Regions from separate parts of the Sus scrofa genome. Here all the other regions are linked to region 2. The links are chromatin contacts, called in public HiChIP or PLAC-seq and promoter capture Hi-C maps. All regions are on one chromosome and are shown on one strand. Each heading gives the region's core, a stretch centred on a gene start, on an enhancer-like site or on the middle of the called end of the contact. The rest is flanking DNA. Distances are from core to core; before and after follow the strand shown.

The links. Promoter capture Hi-C pulls out the DNA fragments that hold promoters and counts their contacts. HiChIP or PLAC-seq counts read pairs in DNA pulled down with a chosen protein or histone mark.
Region 1: a contact with region 2 is called in a promoter capture Hi-C map of liver, with 11 times the contacts expected there. The contact joins the promoter of LOC106507939 here to the promoter of N4BP2L2 in region 2. A contact is called at or near these places in 3 of 5 promoter capture datasets (fetal liver, fetal skeletal muscle and liver), 7 of 47 Hi-C or Micro-C datasets (epiblast stem cells, fetal liver, liver and 3 more) and 1 of 2 datasets of contacts at active chromatin or transcription factors (alveolar macrophages).
Region 3: a contact with region 2 is called in an H3K27ac HiChIP or PLAC-seq map of alveolar macrophages. The contact joins the enhancer-like site here to the promoter of N4BP2L2 in region 2. A contact is called at or near these places in 14 of 47 Hi-C or Micro-C datasets (alveolar macrophages, embryonic fibroblasts, fetal heart ventricle and 9 more) and 2 of 2 datasets of contacts at active chromatin or transcription factors (alveolar macrophages and skeletal muscle).

Annotation. Positions count from the first base shown.
Region 1 is chr11:9,911,058-9,914,606 of Sscrofa11.1, reverse strand. It overlaps LOC106507939, which reads right to left and starts at 1,835. Exons shown (of 4, transcript XM_021065188.1): 1 at 1,285-1,835. The coding sequence starts at 1,756. The region is part of intron 1 of LOC110255744 (a long non-coding RNA gene); the gene reads left to right.
Region 2 is chr11:8,996,307-9,000,364 of Sscrofa11.1, reverse strand. N4BP2L2 (NEDD4-binding protein 2-like 2) reads left to right here and starts at 2,555. Exons shown (of 13, transcript XM_021065179.1): 1 at 2,555-2,779.
Region 3 is chr11:8,403,908-8,407,585 of Sscrofa11.1, reverse strand. The region is part of intron 1 of LOC110255743 (a long non-coding RNA gene); the gene reads right to left. Among named protein-coding and RNA genes, the nearest start is that of FRY, 110 kb to the left of the region's middle. Within about 2 kb of position 2,250, at least 32 of the 83 cell types and tissues checked have an H3K27ac peak or open chromatin away from gene starts, as enhancers often do. A contact at or near this core is called in alveolar macrophages, mesenteric adipose tissue, omental adipose tissue and 3 more, where this site is marked.

The DNA.
Region 1 (3,549 bases), core at 586-3,085, 910 kb before region 2:
GTACCCTCTCTCACACATACACAATGTGTTTATGGGCAGTAGTTGCTTTAATGTGTGACTATTCATTCACGTCGAACTTTCCTGGCTCTAGTGCTTAGTTTGTTACTTGCCCACAATGGATTTCTCCAGATTTAGTTATCACTTGTAATCAATTGCAAAGAGCATTATCTCCCTCCCACCCCGCTTTTTGAGGGCCACTCCCGCAGCATATGGAAGTTCCCAGGGTAGGGGTCAAATCGGATCGGAGCTGTAAGCCACAGCCACAACTACAGCAACCTAAGATCCCAGCCACCTCTGCGACCTACACCACAGCTCAGGGCAAGGCTGGATCCTTAACCCACTGGGCAAGGATACGAATCAAACCCCCGTTCTCATGCATTACTGACAAAGCAACCCTCAACTCTATAAATTATTCCAAGTGTGGTGCTACTACCCACAGCTTAAGTTATCACCAGAGAATTTATCAGAGTCGTGATTATTCAGCTCTACCCCCAGCCTTTCCCAGTTAAAATCTTTCAGGTTAAGGCCAATCTATTTTAACAAGTCTTCCAGGGACACCTGATGCATGCTCACGTTTGAGAATCGCTGCCGCAGGAGAATCGCCCAGTGAAGCAGTGCTTTCAGTAGGCGCTGAAGGCTACAGGAAACTTCCTTCACTAACTTCCACTTAAAATACTCAGTTAAGCCGCGTTCTGGTAAAGCCCTAAGAACAACCCATTGCTCACTACCAAACAATCAGGCCTCAAACTTCCAGGAAAATCGAGGTTCTTAAGCAAAAATTCATCAAGGAAGAATTTACATTGATTTTGCTAACTTAGGGGAAAGGTTTTCTTTTCCCCGTCCGTTATCTAAGAGAAATATGACACACGAACAAGTCTATATTTATCCGGAGTGTTTCTGAGGCTACCTTTCGGAAATTTCCTTGGCCTATTTTTTAAAAAGTTATCCATGAAATTCTCCCCTCCTTCAGGGGCTCCAAACACGTACGCTGTATGTTTAATCATCAAAGGGAAACAAAACCTCTTACAGCAGAAACCAATCTAAGACACAACACCTGTGCCATCTTCCCACCAAGCAAGAAATGGTGGAGCCCGGTCCCAAAAGACTAAGAAATCGACGCAGGGATGATTGAGAAGGACTCAAGAGCAAAGTATGAGGAGACAAAAAAAGACCTGCTTTTTTTCTGGGCTTAAAACTAGAGAAAGAACTCCGTTTCCGCTCCATCTCGGGTATTTTCAAGCTAACACATACAAGCAGCTACCAATTCAAAGTGCTGCAAAGTACCTCCTGCGCGGGAACTCGGCAGGGCGGAGCCTCTGGTCGCTCCCTTCCCGAGGGCGGGACAGAGCAGAACCGGGGCCGCGTTTTCTCTGGAAGGTTCCGAAAGGCGCGCGCCCCCTCCGCGGGCGGCGAGACACTCGGCACCAGATGGCGCTGCCGCACCGAGAGCCGGAGCCTGGGCGGCAGGAGAGAAGGGAAGAGGCGTCACCGGATCCTTTCTGTCGCCGGAAATGCGCGCTGCCGGCGGCCTCGGGTCCCGGATATTAAGATTTCTGGAGGGTTCCCGCGTGAGGGCGGGACTAGAACCGGAACCGAACAGCGACCGTCGGGCCTCGGGGCGGAAGCCCGGGGCGGCGCCAGCGGGGGGCTGGTTTCTGGTGCGCGCGCCTCGCTGGGGGCGCGAGGGGGCGGGACCTCGCTCGCACTTGCGCGTTTTGGGGACGTAGGCGCTGCCGGGACGTGCGTCTTTCTCCATCTTTGCACGTTTGTTGGCCCGGCAAGGCGGAAATGGTGGCGTAGTAGGTTTTTTGTGTTTTTTTTTTTTCCCCCCCTCCATCCCCTCCCGCCCACAGGGTTGGGGTTTCTGGCTGTGAGTGAGGTTTCTGGAAATCTCTGTGGAAAGTTAATGGTATGTGAGGTAAAAACGCGAGCTTTATTTTCCCCTTGAGTCTTAAGCGATCCAGATGCCTGCTGGGCGCGGTCCCAGTGCTGGGCTGGACCCAGCCTTTCCCTCTAAATCTCTTCCTGCACCGGCTTGATCCACCCAAAGTGTCGTTAAGCATCCGTCCTGAGGCAGTAGGAGTGTCACTCGTGAAAAGGAACGTGGGCAGATACATTCTTCACGTGGAACCTAAAAACGCTTTTTAATTATGTCAGGAAGCATGTCTTGGTTTTTTAGCAGTGCTTCTCAAGAACTCATGGAGTTCATCGGCTTTATCGTCACGTTTTTGTCAGTAACATTTTATGTTCTTTGTTTTATGGTGTCTTGGTCTTTATCAAATATTAATTACGGGAAGGCCGCTTGTGCAAACCGTTCGAAAGGAGAAGAATTCTCCATTTCCATTTTTACAAGACAGGGGCAAACCACTTTTAAAGGACGGATCTAGGAACTCGTGAGAGTGCCCTGGTTTGGTTTGGTTTTTAAATGCAGCATCGAAACGACCAAAGGTAGCAAAAATAAATTCTCTGTGAAGCCATACTAATCCAACTTTAATTTTAGACCAATTCTGAAAGTGTTAGCAGCAAGGTACCCAGTTCTCCCAAGAAATTTCTTGGTAGACACTTTTATCTTTGTATTTCAGAGTTCCTTCCAATCTGCGGCCTACGTAAAAACTTGAGTCCTTGTGAAAGCCAGATTGAAAGGAATAGAGATTTATTTAAAAGAGTTATACTGAGAGAAATGGGAAGATTGGGGAATAAAAGATTGTCTGGAGTAGCCACATAAAGACATTTTATAGTTTTTGGTTAAAACCCTTTGGTGGGTTTTGGTAACAGGTGTTGTGAAGAAAGCTACTGTCAGTGGAGGAGTCCCATGATGTACATTTATGTGAGAAACCAAAAAAAATTGGGCAGGATCATTGGGGACTGATCACAGTGTGTGAGCAGGAGGCTAGATGCAGGCGGCACATAATGGAAGACATTAGGAAACACATGAAAGCAAAGGTCAGAGCTAAAGGGGCAATGGATGTGGAAACACTGATTTGGAAACTGGGGAAAAACAGGTTTTAGACCTCAAACTGAATGTGTAGAATAAGGAATAAATTCTTCATTAGATGTTTTGTTTTGGGATATATTGCATTTAGCTGCTTATTTTAACTTTATGTTCCTGTCTTCCCTATATTTCATGTACAAACAACCTTAAATTGAAAGAAAGAGTGCTTAATTTTGCCACCATTATACTAGTAATTTACCCTAGCATAGTGCTTCCCAGTGTAAGGAATTATTTACTTAATTGAGTCTGTTTATGTATATTCACAAGTGGTGGCATTAAAGTTGCTTCTCTGCAAATACCTTCAACCCCTTTCCCTGACTTCTGTTACTTGCCTGGCAAAACCCGGGTCATTATTGAACTCATGATTCACAGAAAGTGCTTAGCTCACCAGCTTAACAGTCAGGTGAACAAATGGGATCTCACCCATATGGTCTCTCCCCCAGTCCACAAAGACTCTTTTCTGTAGTTACTCTGCCCTCTTTAAACCAGGTATTTTATTCCCTTTTGGAATCACCAACTTCTTCCTCAACCAATGACTTTGCCTCATCCTTTTTTGA
Region 2 (4,058 bases), core at 1,306-3,805:
CCATGAGGATGTGGGTTCAATCTCTGACCTCACTCAGTGGGTTGGGTTGGGGGATCCAGCTTTGCCATGAGCAGACGCGGCTTGGGTCTGCATGCTGGGGCTGTGGCGCTGACCCCTATATACTGTAGGTACAAAAAAAAAAAAAAAAAAACCCAAGATTTTTGGCAGGAAATTGTGACAGGTAGGAGTCAAGGGCAGGTAAAGAACCAAGTGACAGTACAGATTTTTTTTTTTTTTTTTTTTTTTTTCGGCTGCTCTTGCATATGAGCCAGCTAGGTAAATCGGCTGTAGCCCAGCCTACCCAGAGCACAGCAAGGGATCGAGCTGCCTACAAGCTGGCAGGTTTAAAGAGCAGGAGCCAACCCAAAGTTGACCAAATCTCAGATATTTTGAGTAACAAAATAAATAAGAATGGGAGAGGAGATGAATCTCTCATGCAGAAGAATTCTGAATAAATTATGTAAATACTCTAATGAAGGGGCTCACTCCAGAAAGGTGTGCTGTTTAAGGTGACTTCCTTCCAAGGAGGACAGTATGCAAGTGGTGGGGGGGGGAGTAACTTTATAGTAGAGAAACCTGATAAACACTACTTTAGCCAGATGATCGGGTTCAACATAAAACAATCATAAATTATGTTGGCAGTATGTACACTTACTATAATGTGATAAAAAAGATATTTTACCTTGTGTCTTTCTCTCAAAAACCCATAACAACAGTCTGATCATGAGAAAAGCAATATATAAATTGCAATAGAAGAGCCTCCTACAAAGTACCTGACCAGTTCTCTTCAAAATTGCCAAAGTCATCAAACTGAGCAGAGTCTGAGAAACTGTTACAGCCAAGAGAGGCCTAAGGAGAAATGACAGCTCCACGTGGTACTGTCTCCTGTATGGGATCCTGGAACAGAAAGGATATTAGGTAAAAACTAAGGAAGTCTGCAAGAAACTATGGACTATAGTTAATACTAATATATCAATATTTGTTCATTAATTTTAACAATGTACTATAATACTGTAAGAGGTGAGTAATAGGTGACACTATGTGTGGGATGGGGGGTACGTGGGAACTCTGTACTATGTATTCAGTTTTTCTTGAACCTGAAATTGTCCTAAAATAGACTATGATATAATAAACTATTAATAAATAAGAACAACAATGGATTATAACTTCTTGAATAAGGGGAATACATAAATTCACACTGATATTAAATAACTAAGAAGGGCTTTTTTTTTTTTGCTTTTTAGCATATGGAGGCATATGGAGGTTCTCAAGCTGGGGTCTCATCAGAGCTACAGCTGACAGCCTACCCACAGCCATAGCAACGTGGGATCTGAGCGGTGTCTGAGAGCAGCAAGGCCAGATCCTTAACCCACCCAGTGAGGCCAGGGATCAAACCCACAGCTTCATGGATGTTAGTCAGATTTGTTTCCACTGAGCTACTACGGTAACTCCCGGGCTTTTCTTATTAATAATCATACTCTTCATTACCATCAGGAATAATAAATGTGGAGGGCTTGAAGGAGTTGGGGGGAAATAATTATTTTGCAACTATCATTGTAAAGATCAGTTGTAGTAAGAATCATCAATGGAGGCAGAACCTTAATTAGAGTTTGATTAGGAACAGGATACTTGCTTGATCTCAAAACATCTTTTTTTTTTTTTTTTCCCCCAAGGGCCACACCTGAGGCATATGGAAATTCTCAGGCTGGGGTCTAATCAGAGCTGCAGCTGCCAGCCTAGCCACAGCCACAGCAAGGCAGATCCTGGGCGAGTGTGATACCTACACCATAGATCACTGCAATGCCGAATCCTTAACCCTCTGAGCGAGGCCAGGGATCTAACCTGTGTTCTCATGGATGCTAGCCAGATTCCTTTGCTCTGAGCCACAGCAGGGAACTCCTGTAGTTACTTATAATTTAACAAACGCTTACACAGCACATACTTTTATCAAGCGCTGTTCTTCTTTTTAAAAATTCAACGACTTTTATTATATTTATAGTTGTACAAGCAGCATCACAAACGAAGTCCTGTTTCAAGTGCTTTTAACAAACTGACTTTTTTTAAATGGGAAAACTCAGTAAATGGTCATTTCCCTAAACAAAACAAAATATAGTTATGACACGAGAGGTGATTTTCTCATAAGTACTTTTATCTGCTATCAACGCTCCGCTGTATTGATTCTTTTCTTCCTGAGAGAAACAGCCTACAATTACTGGTTTTTCGTAGAAAGGTCAGCAACCCTAGTTGACGAGACCATATATTAAGTTCTCTTTGAAAAAGCTTTGTTTCCCAAAAGCCTTAAAGCCCGCGCTGAGAGCATCTAATGTCTTTGTTTGGGCTGCCAGGCACCCAGTCTTTATTCCTTCAGGGATGAACCCGGACCAGGTCATCGCCTTTTTTAGCCGAAGTTGATGCTTCTAAACAAGTAACCGGCTGCAACCTAAGAACTAGTTCCGGTCTACGTTTGTTGCCATTGGCGCGAATTTGAAGCAATGGATTCTGGGAGACTATGAGGTTGCCAGGCTGGACACGAAGGCCGGACTTCGATTCCCACAATGCCTGGCGCGACTCCGTAATCCCTTCCGGGGTAACCGTGAGGTGGCCGACATCTTGCTTACGGAGGTGCGGCTTGTTGCTCCTCTCCTGAGGGCCGGGTTTTTAGTCGCTCCGGGTTTCAGGTTTGGGCCGTCTCCCCGCGCTTCTTTCACCTGAGATGTTCGTGTGTTTCTAGAAGAAGACTTCATTGGGAAGTAAAGGTCAATGCAGAGCTGTGTGTAAGGTGAGTAAACATCCCATTTTAAGCGAGGTGGGGTTGTGGTGATGATGTTCTTCGTATTCTTCCATTGGCGACTTGGGTTTAAGCCGGCGCTTGACTGAACCTTTTAGGTTGGCTGTAAAGGTCGAAGCCGGGAGTGAACCTTTCCGCCTCGGAGCTCTTTTAAATTCCCGGACAGAATCCCAACATGCCTCCTTTGGGGCAGAGAAAGTGCGTGACGCACTTTGCCTGGGGCTGCCCTGTGTGGAGGTCAGGAGGCCTTAGGTTCAGGTTTGTATAGGGGTTTAGTCTCTGAACCCCCTGCGCGTATTTAAGGCCCCGGGCATGGGATCAAATTCTAGCCACAGCTGAGACCTACGCCTTAGCTGGGCAACGCCGGATCCTTAACCCACTGGCAGGACTCGAACCTGCCCCGCCACAGAGACAACGCTGGATCATTAACCCGGTAGGGCACAGGGAGACTCCCTAAGCTCCTCTATTCATACAGCCTCCTTGCTTTTTCTTGGGGCTTATGCTGTTCGTAATGAGGAAATGAGAAGCTGGGAGGAGGCTGTTTCCGGACCGACGGCATTCTTCACAGGTTTACCTTCTTTCCGCTTCTCTAGAGCGTAGCTGTATCATTCTAGTTCGTCTCTTTGCCCTTTTTTTTTTCTCGTGCTAGAGAAGGAAGACCAGAGCGGGCAGAATGAAGAGGTTGTGAATAAAACAGGCTTTAAGGTTGCACTCTTGAGAGTGCCTGAGGAATTTCAAGGGAAGCTTCTTATCGCAAGTTGGGCAGCGAGGCCAAGTAAACCGAAGCGTTCGAGCTTGCAGGAGAGAAAAGCTTATTGCAAGCTATGCAAGGAGACGGGTAGCTTGTGTCCCCCCAAAATCCGAACTCCCAGAACCCCAAATTGTAAAGCCTTTAAAAAGCCAAATGAAGTTGGGGGGTGGGTAAGCGATCAGCTCGTGCACAACTCTCTGATTGGTTAATGGTGAGGTAACTGGGCGGAGTCACAAGGGTTACTTTTATCAGTCCTTAGATGTCAGTAGGTCCATACTCGTGATCATCAAGTAGTTAATTTCTTCCATCTGGTGATAGTTTTAGCATCTGTAAAACAACTCAGGAAATACACATCAGACGATGTCATCTGGGTACTTCAGAGAGGAGCTAAAACAGAGGTTATGGGGAAGGGCTAGCCCCAGGAAGACCCCCCCAGGGTCCTGCTCAATTATAAGCAGAATTTATGTTTAAGATAGACCAACCAACTGGAAAAAATGAGGGCTTTGGTTTTGGGAGTTG
Region 3 (3,678 bases), core at 1,001-3,500, 590 kb after region 2:
TGCTCAGAGGCGTTCTCCCTCCCAGCCAGGCTATTACTCAGAACCGCCTGTTCTCTGCCTCATCAAATCCCACCCAGCCTTCAAGCCCAGCTAGCCCCTCTCCTACGGGTCTCCCCGACACTGTGGTTCTGGAGCATCTCCATCCATTGAGCATACAGTACTTTACCGGACATACATTGTGCAACCGTGTGTGTTTGGCCTGCATTATTTATCTCTTGGATTAAGAGGTCATGTGACAACTTCTTAAAAGGAAAATAATCTCGTTTCTTCAAGAAGGCTGCCAGGTCTTGAGGGATGGTTTAAAAGACAATTCCAGGCACATCAACATTAGGCACGAAATTCCCACTTTTAAAATACGTCATGTTGACCAGAAGTACTTTATTTAGAATGTTAAAGAAGCTCAACATTGAAAAATAAGAACTGGTTAAACTAAATTGGTTGTTTGGGAATAAATGCCATTACAATGTTCTAACTACCCATAGTTTTTTGTTTTTTGTTTTTTGTTTTTTTACCACTGCTATTTTATCCTGATGCATTTATATTTGGGGGGGAGTGGCTTGTTTTTATTTATTTTTGTTTGTTTGTTTTCATTTTGGGCTGCACTCTCGACATGCAGAAGTTCCCAGGCCAGGGATCAAGCCGGCAGCCATAGCAGTGATAACACCAGATCCTTAACTGCTAGACCAAAACTCTCCATATGTTTTATTTTAAAGTCAACAGTAGGCATCTACTTGCCAAATGGTCACATTCTATGATTCTAAAAAGCTGGTTTGGAAATAATTCATTTCTTTAATATCTATCGGATTAGAACTACTAAGTATTTTAGCAAACATGACTACCGCTTGGGAGAGGAGAAATTCACAATCTTGGAAGAATAAGAATGTGCTTTCCTTAAAAACAATTGTCTAAGAAGAGACTGTTAAAGACGCTTTCCTTAAATTCAGCATGAGAAGAAAAGATCTGCTTCTGGGAAAAAGCTGATGAGAATGATAACAACAGATGTTTGGCTCACATCATAAAGCTGTGTTGTGTAAATTCCAGCCGATGTGTTCAAAGACAAGGTAGTGCATTATTTTAAAAGCTTTCTTTTTCTGACGGCCGAGCAAAGGGAAAAGCAGAGGCACATTACAACATTACTCTAGCGCCCTCTGCTGTCCTATTGGCAACACGCCTTTCTGAGTTCCTCATTTGCCTTTTCTAGAGCTATTTGCAAAGGAGCTCTTTGGGAAGCCACTAATGTGTCTGGAGGGGAATGGCTCGTCAAAGAAAACCAAATACCCAGATCTTACAACCTGACGGTGTGCTATTTATGCCCACACACACTGTTTACCGCCCTCTGGGGAGCCAGAGGTAGCATTGTGCGTATTAGACTCTTACAGGTGAGTGGAGTCAGGAAACATTAGGGCTCCAAAAGGAAATCTTTATAATCCTATTCAATGCTTGGTCTGTGGAAAATTTGCAGAGGATGCCATAGGTGACCTGATGAGAGCTGAATGTCTGATGGACACCTGCAGGACTAAACCTGCTTTATTGAAAAGAAGTTGAATAAATAAGATGAGGAAAGCTTAATCACCAGAAGCAACGTCAGCTCTTTTTAAATGGGGGTCAGAAATGCAAATATGCTCCTTTAATACATATAGATTTAGAAGTGACTTCAGATTTGGGAGTCAACCTAACCTGAAATACTAAAATAAATTCATACCTGCTACTCAATAAATATTCTAAAACTAAGGATAAAAGTATGTAAATTATAACTGGGCATAAATGAAGAAATAAACACACAAATTTAATCAACCCAATATAATGAATACAAATCTCTGCAGGAAATAAGCACAAATGCTAATAGGGTTTGTTTAAAGACATAAAATTAATGTTTCATGTTTTTCCTTCCACATCTTTTCTGCTTTTTTTCTTTTGGTCATGACAGGAAGTTACTTTTACAGTGGGGGAAAATACTGAACTCACTTCCAGAAATAGTCTGAAAGGAGAGGAGCTTGCTCAGGTCTTTCTGAATACATATGTAAAGAAAATTAGCACAAGAGGAAGGAGGTATTTTGTCCTCTTCCCCAATTGTCCCAGTTGGTAACTATAAATCCAACTTTTCCTTATGATAATGTCACCTATTGCCTTTTGACTCTTTATCATCTAATCCTAAATCCATCCACAGGCGAGAAGGAGCTGTCCCCATTTCTGGCTATTGCCCGCCGGTCTTTTTCACTGTCACAGCTGAGTAATTGACAATTTATGCAATCCAGTTCATCTGCTTAGCAACAGGAAGGGTGGGGCTCAAAACAGAGGAAAACTACACCAGCAGCATTCTACAATTGTGAAATGAGAAAGGAGGAATGGGGAACTGGCGAGAGGCCATAGGCAACAATTTTCAATACTAAATAAAACTATTTGCAATGCTTTCAGTACTAAATCCCCAAAGATAAGTCCAACAGGGAGTGTTCTATACTCTCCTCATACAAATCTCTGTAATTACAGTCTTCCCAGTGCCATGTGATTAGAATGCCATAAATAGCGCCCAATTGCAAATAAACAGAAAGTTCCTTATCCCTGGATCTCTAAGTGGGTCAATGGGCTTGGCCACAGAGCTCCCCTGAGGGAAGGGCGTGGCCTAGCGGAGAGACGGACTTCGGTTCACACAGGTGCTTTGGCCCCACAGGTGAGGCCCTGCAATACGGTCAGTTCCGACAGAGACCCTCCTAGGCTCACGTCTGCTGCACTTTTTATTGCATCTTGGAGCAGAAAAAAAGGAAGACTGGAGAGAGCCGTGGGGCGTCCACTTGAGTAGCTCTTACTACTCCAGACTTTCCCTTCCTGCCAAACGACTTGACGTTTATGGCCACAAGCTCATCAAAAAGAATGAGAATCCAGACACGATAGGTCATGGGAATCCTGTGTCCCAGTCACATTCTCTTCTTCCATGCATTTAATCAGAAACCTATTAGACTTACAGGGCCGTCATGCTTTTTCTTGATGGCAGCCTGGCTCACAAATGCAGAGAAAAGAACTGAATTGGCTAACTAACAGGAAGTTTGATTTTATGTTTTTGATTAGTCCTTAGGAATTGAGCTCGATCAGCCAAGACTTGACCTTGACTTAAAACATCCATTTCCCCCTTTAACAGATTTCGCGGTTGCTTGAATGGGTTCATTATTTGTTCGGAATGCAAGTTTTGAGCATCTTCTAAGCACACTGCTCCAAGCGCCAAGGTTGTGACAGCAAATAAGACCTCCAAGGCCCCTGCTCTCAGAGCGTACAGTATAGGGGTGTATGTCCACACACAGACTAAAAAGTAAAAATTAATAAACAGATAATTAATAAATAGATAAGCAAGATAACATCAGACAGGAGCAAAGACAGGGGAGCCTTAAAGCCGAGTGACGTGCTACCGGGTGACTATTTGAGGTGGGGAAGTGTCTCTGAGGACGGGAATCAGGCTGAGATGTGAAAGGTAAGAAGGAGCCACAGGTGGGAGGTGGAGCTTCTCGACCAGAAACAGCATTTGCAAAAGCCCTGTGGTAGGAACGGACTCGATGTGTTAGAGAATACGAAGCAATCAGTGTAGCCGGGGTTAAAACAAAGGAGCGACAGAGAACAATACTGGAGACCTGGGCAGGGCCCCGGGGATGCAAGGGCTTTGTACGCCAGGGCAGCGACTGGGTATTACGG